2 separate regions of the Zea mays genome follow, and region 2 is linked to region 1. A link is a contact called in public Hi-C data. All regions are on one chromosome and are shown on one strand. Each heading gives the region's core, a stretch centred on a gene start, on an enhancer-like site or on the middle of the called end of the contact. The rest is flanking DNA. Distances are from core to core; before and after follow the strand shown. Region 1 holds the start of LOC100284470 (UBA/UBX 33.3 kDa protein). Region 2 holds the start of LOC103653206 (triacylglycerol lipase 2).

Region 1 (6,030 bases), core at 2,403-4,902:
TCAGTGTCAAACACGCAGTGTTGAACGGACCATCTAGCGCCAACTAGCTGGCAAGAACACTTCAAACGATTGCCATCCGCTACCTGAACCAGCACTGACTTGGCCATATCAGTTACACCTGATAACCTCGATGCCACCCGGGATGCAATGAATGAATGAGAACTACCTGAATCGATCAGCATCACCACTTCAATGCCTTGAATCAGTCCCCGCAACTTCAGAGTATGGTTCAACTCCAATCCTTTAACAGCAGCAATGGAGATGGCCAAACATTCAGTCTCTATGATCTGATCCTCGACCACAACATCCTCAGGAATGGTGTCTTCATCCCCTTCATATAATTCCCAGAGTTCCTGTAGAGCATGTAACTGGACTGTGGGAGGACACTTATGATCACGCGACCACTTCTCCGCACAACGCTGGCACAACCCTTTAGCTCGACGATAAGCGCGCAAGGCAGCAAGTTTGTCATCCAAGACACGAGCACGATGTTGTTCAGCCGGCTTTGTTTCTTCGATCACAGCTCCAGTCTTGTCGGGTCGTGCTGTCAAGAAAGGAGGCACTGAAGATTTGCCATACCCCTTTCCTGACGACGCCCATTCTGGACGTCGATGCTCCAAACGTCGGTCTGACGTGGCCACCTCTTCCTGCAGCAAGGCGAGAGCGCAAGCAGAATCCAAGGAAGAAGGCCGTTGAAGAATAATAGCAGCACGAATGTCTGAACGAAGACCATCCACAAAACGTTGCACAAAATAGAGAGGATCCACAGGTCGCCCGTACGACACCAACTTGTCTACTAATGAAGAAAACTGATCTACATATTCAGTTACTGTGCCATGTTGACGAATGCGAAACAATTGTCTAATAAACAACTCATGCTCATCTTTTCCAAAACGCTCTAAAAGCACGCGGCAAAAAACAGGCCAACTAGATAAGTGTGAATGTTCGTCCAGAGATGAAAACCACCGAGCAGCCCCCCCAACAAAATGCATCGACGCTACCCTGATCCATAGGTGCGGTTCTACTTCATACATGTCAAAGTAGTCATGGCTGCGACGGATCCATAATTTGGGGTTTTCGCCATCAAACACAGGAAAATTCAACTTAGGCAAACGACCACGCATCGCGCCCCCCATGGTTGGATATGACAGATCGCCCACATGCTGATGGAATTCCGAAGTATGCACAGCTGGAGAACGAGGCAATGATGAACACATACCCTTGACCGGGGTATGGAGGAGGGTGGTGACCGACCCAAAACCATCCTCCCGGTGGCTCGATTCGACGCGGTGCCCATGGGGCCTGTTGGCTGGAACTCCGGCAGGTTGTTGCTCGACAGCCGGTGGAGAAGGAGCGAGGATGCCCGCCATAGCGGACGAATTGTCCACTACAGCACGCTCCCAATTTTTGGAGATCTTGCCCACCTCGAGTCGCAGGTCATCCATCATCCCTTCCATGTTCATCCGCCAATCTTCCAGCACACCAGTGGCTTGTTCTAGAGCCCCCACGCAGCGGTCTTGTCCAGTGGTGAACTCCGAGAAGGTCGCGTTCCAACGCGACTCCTGCTCGGCCACTCTGCGATCCCACTTGGAGTCATGTTCAGAGAAACGCCGCGACAACTCATCCAGGATGAGTTGAGTGTCTGGATTCATGAGAACACGTCGGAGGCGAGCACGGGTAAAGTAATGCTGCTGGTCGCCGCGATCCAGCGCGTCAACACCCACAAGCCAAGGATCGGTAACCTTTGATACCACTTGTTAACGACTTGCATAAGTTGGAACACACACACAATATCTGGAGAATGCAGAGACGGAGAACAGAGTAGTTGAGATAGTACTTGGAAAGGAAGAAGAACTAGAGTCTAGAGTTCTGTTACAGCATAAAAAACCCTACGCGCCGTCGAACCCTTATTTAATAATCGGCTGGATTACTCTGTGCTGTTTACCCACGCCGGCCCAAAGACCTTTGGGTTGCGCTTCCTCAGCCTTTTGGCCCGACACGGCCCATCTCCTGCTGTTGCAGCCAAACCTTCTTTGTCATTTGCCGCACCGATGACTGCTTCCTCCGCTTCGCTGACAAAGTTGTTGTGTGTTGTAAGCTGTGAAAAAAATTGTTATAGGTTGTGAGTTGTTAAAAAGTTAAAAATCGTTTGGTGAAAACCATAAAAAACCGTTAAAAGTTTTTCGATATATGTTTTCACAGTTCTATCTGAAAACCACTAAAAACAGGTTCGGCAGTGCTTTCAATTTTGCACTGCGAAAAAAATCGGCTTTTACAAAAAACTACTTTATGAATCCAATCCTTTGGTTTGACTATTGGTTTTTATGGGACAAAAGTCAAAGCCAAAAGCAAACCAAATACATCCTCAGCTTATTAACCGACGACGGGAACGCTGAGCCGCTGCGATCACGCCGGCCGGTGCCCAGAAGCGGGGAGCCGAGCGGTTAGGCGGGGCCAGTCTAACGCTTACATTTATCTATATCCATATTTAAATTCCATCCTCTGAATAATGTATTCTAAACAAACAGTATTTTGAATAAACTATAGATAAATTATTGGACACGGTCTTACAATGACTGTACCGTGCGTTAACACGGTACGCAATCATATTTGTTGTGGGTGGGCATTGCGCAGCAAAAATTGTGGCCACTTCTGCAAACTTGCTTTTTTTCCCCTGATGTGATGTTTGGGAAAGTTGCTTCATAGCTATTATCCTCCCATCAGGTAGCTTACCCTGGAAAAAAGGAACATAGTTAATTATATGACTGACCATATACGTTTCTACAAATCTGCATTAATTACCAACATCTACAAGAAAATATTAGAAAATGCATTCGCAAGAGTAAATTGTGAGGAGTAACCTTGTAAACTGCTCCATATCCGCCTTCTCTAAGAATATTTTAGGAACTGAAATTATTATCTATAGCTAACTATAGTTTAGCATTACTGAAGATGTTTGACCTGTTAGTGTGTATATGCATAGTTCTCTTTTTGTTCTCCATAGAATCTAGGGTTCTTACTGTAAAGTTACCACATGTATTTTTGCCCTTTAAGCCCTCTAGAATATACAAGTTGTCATTCTCTTCATCCTAACATGATATATGTGATGAGCTTCTGCAAGACAGTGGTAAAAAAACCAGGGCTCTGGAGGCATTTATGACTTGACAGTAATTCCAACTTCATTTTCCTCTCTTAGTATCTTGTGTGACTCATGAAGTATAAGGCAATGCTGACTAGGCAATTCAGTTGTATACTGAATGAATATCGTCATCTAATGCTTGAGGTACACCAAGACTTCAGGGTTACTCTTTATTACTCTGTTGTTGATTTTCTTAGTGACTTGGTTTGTTTGATCTTCTAAGTTGTAACCCAAACGAAGGAATCGATCTATTTGTGAGTAGGCTAGCTGTTGGTTCAAGAGGGAAACCCTAAGCATGAGGGAAGGCATAAGTTACTGCAGGAAGAAAGAAGTCACCCGAGTCTCCTGAGACACCACAAGACCCATCTGGGAGGAAAAGACAAGAATGAAGTGCAGAAGAAGCAAAGCCCTAATCCTCTACATCTAATTTTCGCACTCCCATTTCCATCTGCAGTAGCTTATAGCTCTTTGCTCTACTTATATGGGAAGAGGATTCATACATCATCTTGGCTCAAGGATTACAAAGTGAGGAAAGAGCTCTGAAAAGGTAAATTTCCTATTCGTAATTTCATCAACTTGTTCTGTCACCAGAATTTCAAAGCAAACTGGAAGTCTTGTGAATACTTCATCAAACTTGCTCAATCTTGTGCTTTTCCATTGCTTGCACTTTATGGTTCTTGTGCCGATGCATTATAACCTGTAATATTTCAGGTTAGGTTTTGTTTCTAGCATACCTATTCTTCCATGTATAGTGATAAAAGCCAACATACTATTAGCATTAACACACACACAGGTCCTAGGTGCTTCACAGAACACATATGTTAGTTCTAATTTAAATTGTAGAGCATTATAGCTTTTATGTTAGACATAGAATCAAGATTTGCAAATTAAGCTCCTAGAATATAGCTTAAATTATGTAAGATCATTGGGGGGAGGGTAGGGCATTTAATCATTGGTAACTCTTTGATTTTTTCTGCTTACGCAACTGTTTGTTTAATTAATTGTTAGTTGTATGAAACATCTGCTTGAATTGAGCCAATAGTTTGACATTGCTATCTGTTTCCCTCATTATCTATTCCCTCTAGTTTTGCATTTGTAGCAATTGGTGAGCTCTTATTTTTGTTCATCTGTCTTCTAGTGATGGCTGTCCCACAAGTTGACAAGAAAATGCTTGGTGAACTTGAAGCCATGGGATTCCCAACTGCACGTTCAGTTAGGGCACTCCATTTTTCAGGTATGCCTTTTCAAACAAACTTGCTAGGTACAGGTTTGCATTACAATGTTTTTCTTTGCCAAAGACAGATCGATAATACACAAAATAGAAACTACACGACAGTTGGTCCCTTCTATGGTTGCGAAGTGTTTTTTTGTATTTGTGCCCATCCTTCCATGGTTTGTGTGTTATCCCTATTCACTGATGGCATTGCAGTTGATAGATATGCCATTTCGTAAAAATGCAAATTATACAAAGCTCCAGCAACATATTTATTATAGATATTCAGTATATTATTTATTTAGCATGTAGTTCAATAAATTGGAGAGATAATAATATGTCTTGTTCAGGTAATTCCAATCTTGAATCTGCTGTAAACTGGCTTCTGGAACATGAAAGTGACCCAGATATTGATCGGCTACCACTGGTAGGTGATTTCTTAACAAGGGATGTTCTTTATTAGCTGAAGTCCTTTCTCATGAGCACTATTCTGTGTTCTGATACTATTCTCGAGGTGTTGGTGGGGCTATAAGAAGTTTTCACTTCATGCAATTTGAATGTCCCTTAAAAAAATTGGTCGGAGATTATAGCTTGGAACCTTCCAAATGTTGTTAATATGAACCTGTGAAGCAACTGCCATCATAATACTTGACACTATAATACTACATTTATATTTCCGAATCAGGTAGTATAATCATGTGAACATTACTGTTGTAATGTCACTACATTGAAACAATTTGTTTTGATCCTTCCCTTGTATGGTCTAGATTCCAAGAGAAATAAGCATTGAATGCGGTGACACATCAGATGAAGTAAGAAATGACGTTGAAGGAATGAGGTTTGTTTCTGTTCCTTAAATGATTTCATAGATGATTTGCTAGAGAAATGTCATAGTACCATTTCAGTGGGGGGGGAAAATCAAATCCTGAGTAAGATTGTTAAATATCTACCTCAATTGAGGAATCAGCAATCTATAGCATATTTTGTATGGATGCAGTGTCACTGTGTGATGTCATAGCTTACAGTTCTGAGTCTTTGCCACCTCAAGGTAAAAACTTTATTTTTCCTTCTTCTGGATTTCAGATAACCTTTTTATCAAGGGACATTCCCTTTTTTTTTTAATGAAACGGTTATGTGTGTGTGTGTGTTTGGGGGTGGGGGGGGCACCTGTCCTTCAACCGGCCTGTTTACAAAGGCAAGTTAAATGCTTGTGTTTCTCAGTAGTCAACAAATGATTTATGAAAAAAAAATCTCGGTGACAGAATGCATGTACTGATCGGCATTTCTGTTGCTTGATTTATGAAAAAAATCTCGGTGATTTATAAAATGTAATGGATGATACTTGTCTTGCAGGGATACTGTGCAGGAGCAGAAACCTAAAGAACACACTGAAACTGGGAGACAGAATGTACTTAGTTTCTTCTTATTAGATGTATCAAATATTTCCTTTAAAACTTCATACCATGCATACTGAGTGGCATGGGCTACAAATTTCTCCTAAACTAGGAGACATCCCAGTTGGAACGAGAACCAAATGCAGATGGACAGGAGGAAGAAGATAGAAAGAGGTGTGTACCTTGCCTTGGATTAGGTTGCTTATCACGGATTCACCCCCAGTAACGCACCTGTACTGTACTTCCCAGGATATTAGCACTATATAAGCAAAAACGAGACGAGG
Region 2 (6,030 bases), core at 2,039-4,538, 330 kb after region 1:
AGGATACTTGCTGAGTATGTTGATGTGTACTCACCCTTGCTCTACACACCAAACCCCCCCCCCCAGGTTGTCAGCATTGCAACCACTGCTCAGGCGAAGATGAAGCTGTGGAAGGAGACTTCCAGGAGTTCCAAGATTACGACGAGTTCTAGGCGTGGGTTAGCGGCAACCCCCAGTCGGCTGCCTGTGAAGGCCGCGTTATCTACGTTTCGTTTCCGCACTTTGATTTATTGTAAGGACTATATGGACGTCTCAGACGTATGATGTAATCGACTATTTTCCCTTATTAATACTATTTTGAGCACTGTGTGATGATGTTCATATTATGTAACTGCTGTGTACGTGAATAACTGATCCTGGCACGTACATGGTTCGCATTCGGTTTGCCTTCTAAAACCGGGTGTGACACCCTATCGACCAATTGACATTGTCTCTATTATTTGACAAAATAATAGCATCACAAGACAGTTTTCGATCCTCAAACATGCTGGCTGTGTCTCCAAATAATCTCCTTCGAAACCTTAAATTTGAAAAGTTTGCCCGGAGCACCTCAGCCACAGAGAGTTTTTTGTCAAAGGTTAACTCAAGAGTATTTTTTATATTAGTAATCACTGTGTTGCAAATTTGCAACACACACAGTGTGACAATCACTCTTCTACATCACACCTACTGCTGTGATGGAGAGTAGTTGACAATCCTCCATACTGAGGCAGCTCCATGTTTTAACTATCTAATGCTAAATTACATCATGTATGGTTTTCACCTCTGATAATCTGTATGGACAACGTTTACGAGCTGCAGTGTCCCCCCCTTTTTTTGTCTAATCCTGCTGGGGCTGAAGACGACACCGATTGAAGCAAATATATATGCTAGTACTAGTTGAAGCGGTTTAGGAAGTCGATCATGTCCTTGTAGACGTAGTCCTTGGCGCAGACGCCGATGATGAAGTCGAGGTGCGCGAACTTGTCCAGGTACTGCACCGTGAGCTTGTCCTGGTCGTGGCCCCGGAGGTCCTGCAGGAGGAGGCGCACGTCGGCGGGGTCGGCGAGCGAGTCCCGGCCGCCGTAGCTGAGGAAGAGCGGGAAGCTCGGCGGGATGCCGGACATCCGGTACACCGGCGGCTCGGCCTGGCCGTAGCTGGCGATGTTCCGCTCCGGCAGCACGTAGTCGTACTTGGTCAGCACGCCGTCGCGCACGGCTGCGCGCGGTGCATGCATGCCGGCCGGCGGTGCAAGTAAGTCTCTTGTTGAAATTTGCTATATATATTACGAACGTGCGCGCGATTTGAAGGGTAAGGAAGGAATTGACGGCGCGTACTTTGAGCGAAGTGGACCATGGTTTTGGTGGAGGTCGGCTGGGGCTCGTACTTGAGGAAGACGTCGACGGCGGAGCTGTTGAGGCAGTAGTTCTTGCCGGTGATGGAGCCGACGAGGTCGTAGCAGCTCATGCCCGGGCGGCGGCAGAACGCCCTGATGAGGTTCGTCACCGGCGGCCTGCGCGGCGAGCAGAGCAGGTCAGGTCAGGTCAGGTCAGGTCAGCTCAGCTCAGCTGCATGCCTGCATCCATCTGCAGTGGGGGGTGTACGAGAGCGCGGTACGTTACGTACGCTAGCGGGTCGAACTCGGCCATGCCGAGGAAGTCCGAGAGCACCTGTGAGTGACTGAGTCGGTCAGAGCAGAGCAGAGCAGATGCAGATGAAGAGCAGAGAGTCGCCGGCCGCAGGGAGAAACGAAAACGAGAACGGCTCGCTGCGTCAGACGAGCAGGGCTGCAGGGTGCGTCATGTTTGTTATTACCTCGCCGACGAACGCCTTGGCCAGCAGGATGCCGATGGGGGTGGTGATGTGGGCGAGGTAGGCCACCGGCGTGAGCAGCGCCGCGGATTTCAGCTGGCTCACCACCCGGCCCTCCGAGAAGGCCGCCAGCGCCACCAGCGTCCCCTGAAACCACCAGGAGTCGGCGATCAGACACTACTCGATCCCCCTCTGTGGAGATCGAATCACTGGGAGAGGGAAGGGACCATGGAGTGTCCGACGTAGTGAGGCTTCTGGCCGGTCTGTTTGACGACGAAGTCGACCATGGCCGGCAGGTCGTTGACTACCAGGTCATCCCAGGACCAGTTCCAGTAGAGCTGAAAACGAAGCGTGCAGGAGGAAGCGGCTAATAGCTAGTTCTGATGAAGTGAGATGAGTGCCAGAGCGAGCGAGCGAGGGTTTAGGTTTAGTTTACTTACCCGGCTGGAGGGGTCGAGCGAGACGTGGCGGCGGCTCCAGCGCGTGCCCCTGTTGTTGGCGATCCAGACGTCGAAGCCGCGGTCGGCGAGGATGAACGGCAGCGACTCCTCCGGCGAGGCCAGCAACCATGACATGCCGTCCTGCTGTCCTGCAGGACCTCCGGCACATGAAACGGTTGGGCCATAGAACCAGTATGTACGTACGTAGGGTGCCAGGCACATGACGAACAGAGACGTACCACGAGGACCCCGTGCTGCAGGAGCACCGGCTGCCCCGCGCGCGAGGACGAGGCACCGGCACCGGCACCGCCGCCGTGCCCGCCACGCCCGCCACTCGGGATCCTTTGCAGGCTCAGGATGTACCCGTCCGCCGTCGTCACCTGCGTAGATACATGCACATCCATTAATTTGTACAACAAGACATGCATGGATACAATACAATATATGCACGCGAAAGCTTTCTATCCTTCTCTTCCACCACGCCAGATAGCTAGGGAGAGAGAGAAAGAGAGAGCATGATGCATGCGAACGTACGTTTGTTCGCATCGTACGACACGCACGCTTCGCGACCGCTGACGTACGCGCGCGGTGCACCATGCACGGTCGTCGGTCGTCAATAATAATCGTCATGTCAAGGGTCAAAGCAAGCAAAACAAAACAAGGAGGGCGGACCTGGTGCTCTTCACAAGGGTAGCCGAGCGGCGCCACGGCCAGCGCGCAGGGTCCGCCGCCGCCGTACGGCTGGACGGCGGCGGCGAGGCGAAGGGTCGTCGACAAGAACAGCAGCGCGAGCGCGACGGCGGATGGTGAGAGGACGACGATACTGCCCGGTCGACGACGATGCGCGGCAGTAGTGCCCATGGCGCAGCTAGCTGCTAGTACGTACGGTGGCGGTGGCGGTCGCCGGCGGCCGATGGTGCAGGTGCACGCGGTACGTAGCTGGGTGGCTGTGTGCAGCGTAGTGCGCGATCGTGACGAGCAGTATATAAAGTGCGCGCGCGAGCCGGCATGGATATGGATGGGTCATCAGAAGCACTACTCGCTAGCTAGCTCGGATCAGGATCACAGTGGGGTGCACGCGAACGCGTGTGTGCGCGTACATGTGAACGTGACAGACCGTGGTGTGCTTCGCTTTCCGTTCAACGTGACGTGACACCTTCAATTGCAATTCGTTCGACACAGCTTTTGGCATCACCGCATCACGCATGGCATCTCGGCGTCCACCCCCCACACGCACTTGATTGATTCTATACGAGAGAGCGAGAAAAAAGAATCTGGCTCGTAATAATCACTCCATTATTACCGCCTCATTTCCTCATCACTCCTCAAACTGCGCTGCATACATGCATGCATAACTGAAACAGAAAATAATGCTACTTTACTGTTGAAAAGTCTTTCCCGTTCTCGTTCTGTTCGTGTGTTCCTGTTCCTTCCACTCGAGACATGCAACACGGTCGGTCGAGTCAACCGGGGAAGCCTGCTGTAGCAGTGTCTACAGTAAATGCTAGTAGCACGGTACTAAAATACTAACGGTTTAAAGTAGGTTGCTTGACTGTTCCATTCGAATTAAAGTCGTCTGTTAAGACTGCTGTATTTGTAATCTATAAAAACAAAAATATTATAAAAGCAGTAGAATCTGGTATGATGAATTAAAGTCAAACGAATAAATTATTAAAGGGAACATATCTGGTGCAAATCAAATTTTCTGTGCAACCGTGTAAACTTTTAATCTAGACCACATGATGTTGATCAAGGGGAGGCGCGGAAGTGGATAATTTTGCACTTAACCACACGCTCCTAATAACACTTTTGCAAATGTGACCCAGATTAAAAATTTGCACGGTTGTATAGAGGAATTGGTTTGCATCAGATATGTTTCCTAAATTAAAATCTTTTTTGAGTGTGTATGCACGTCTGGAGTGTTTGGATCAAAAGGCAGCGATTGTTGCCACAAAAGAACCATAGCCATTAACCTAACCCCCCACCCGAGGCTGCATAGGCATTAACGAGTGGCCGCATGTAATTGATGGTGGAGCAATACACTTATTATTATGGCTTATCTGGTTATCCTACCAAGCAACAATACAAGTTTCTGAAGCTAGTAAATATATCTTGGTGCTGCCCAATAACCTAGAACAGGGGCGGATTTGCGACCGGGGCTGCCTGGGCTGCAGCCCCGGTCGCGGCCCAACAACGAGAGGAACAGGGAGTAGGGAGAGGAATAGGCCCATACGGACCAGCCCCAGCACAGCGCCACCGCCAGCCCCTAACCTAAGGAGAAGCAGCCGCCAGGGCGCCCGCGCACAGACGCACCGCGGCACCGGCGGCCACCACGACACCGCCCGTCCGGCCATCCGGCCGTCCCCGTCCGCCCGCCCAGCGCCCAGGAGCAGGCTGCAGGCCCACGGCACCGCGCCACCGTCCGCCCGCCCAGGAGCAGGCCGCACGGCCGCACCTCGCCTGCTCTCCTTGCTTCTCCTCCTGCTCTGGTTCGCCCTCTCCCTTGCCCTCTTCCTCTCCGCCATGCCGCCTTCCACCGCGCCGCTCCGCCGCTCCTCCTCCTTCCTCCGCTCCAAGCCCCGCGCCCTCGCCGCCACCACCACCGACGCAGCCGCCGTGGCACCCCGCGTCCGGATCTACGTCTACGACCTCCCCGCCCGCTTCAACCGCGAATGGGCGGCCGCCGACGCGCGGTGCTCGCGCCACCTCTTCGCGGCCGAGGTGGCGGTGCACGAGGCGCTGCTGGCCTACGTCGGCCGCGCAGCGCGCCCCGAGGATGCCGACCTCTTCTTCGTCCCCGTCTACGTCTCCTGCAACTTCTCCACGCCCAACGGCTTCCCTTGCTGTCGCACGCCCGAGGTCTGCTCGCCGACGCCGTCGACCTCGTCCGGGCCCGGATGCCGTACTGGAACCGCTTCGCGGGGGCCGACCACGTCTTCGTCGCGTCCCACGACTTCGGCGCCTGCTTCCATCCCATGGTGAGCGTGCCCCGCGGAAATCTCCGACTTTGGCTTCGTTTTTTGCGTGCTGCTCGCGCGCCTAAATCTCCTGCGAGCAAATAAGAAAATTGCAAGTAACAAGTCCTGCTAATTTGCTCCCGCTCTGGCTTGGAATGGCAGTCACGCCTCACGCGGCTTACCTAGTTGCTAGTTCTGAATCCAAACCCGATGCATTTTTTTAATTGATACCAAATTGGGCTGAGGCTAGCTAATAATTTCAGTTTAATGTATCGTCTTGTTATAGTTTTAACTTAGTAGTCAGCCCCCCTCTTGGATCAATCCTGGATCCGCCACTGACCTAGAAAGCTTCGGTAGGACCGTAGGCGAGGCCATAAACATATCTGAAGAGAATTTCGAACCGTCCCATCCATTGAGTCGATGAAAATTCAACAAATCAGTTTCGAAATTGGGGTTTTCTTAACAACCAGCAGAATTACCAAACTTGTCACTCGTGAGTATACATGTCCACAGTGGGCCGGCCCGTTGGGCGACACCTGGCCCGGCACGCGTTGGCACAGTGATGGCACGAGCACGGGCCCGGTAAAAGGCAAGCTCGACAAGGGCCCGACTCGGCGGGTTAAGGCGGTGTCGCGGCGATGGGATATTTCCTAGTTTCCTAGACCCCGCCCAGTCGCCCCCTCGCAAACGCCGCCCTCGCCTCACTGGTTCGCGAAACCCTAGCAGCTCTCCCCTCGCATACGCCATCGCCTGGCGCCTCCACTGGTCGTCTTCGTCTGCTCCATCGCCGCCGCCTTCGCCTCGCCTCTAATCTCGGCGTTGACGGTTGCCGGCGAGTCTT

What was found. A called contact is a pair of places that touch in the nucleus more often than the background predicts.
Region 2: a Hi-C map of leaf shows a contact between it and region 1, with 2.6 times the contacts expected there. The contact joins the promoter of LOC103653206 here to the promoter of LOC100284470 in region 1. A contact is called at or near these places in 2 of 25 Hi-C or Micro-C datasets (leaf and tassel).

Annotation. Positions count from the first base shown.
Region 1 is chr4:45,776,113-45,782,142 of Zm-B73-REFERENCE-NAM-5.0, forward strand. It overlaps LOC100284470 (UBA/UBX 33.3 kDa protein), which reads left to right and starts at 3,653. Exons shown (of 12, transcript NM_001157365.2): 1 at 3,653-3,686; 2 at 4,278-4,373; 3 at 4,703-4,779; 4 at 5,120-5,190; 5 at 5,706-5,760; 6 at 5,859-5,920; 7 at 5,996-6,030. The coding sequence starts at 4,280. LOC103653200 (ubiquitin carboxyl-terminal hydrolase 1) reads right to left here. Exons shown (of 6, transcript XM_023302344.2): 4 at 5,929-6,030; 5 at 2,572-2,734; 6 at 1-2,098.
Region 2 is chr4:46,103,479-46,109,508 of Zm-B73-REFERENCE-NAM-5.0, forward strand. It overlaps LOC103653206 (triacylglycerol lipase 2), which reads right to left and starts at 3,289. Exons shown (of 8, transcript XM_023302345.1): 1 at 2,905-3,289; 2 at 2,472-2,612; 3 at 2,233-2,376; 4 at 2,020-2,130; 5 at 1,796-1,939; 6 at 1,607-1,650; 7 at 1,318-1,493; 8 at 565-1,198. The coding sequence starts at 3,093. The coding sequence ends at 876.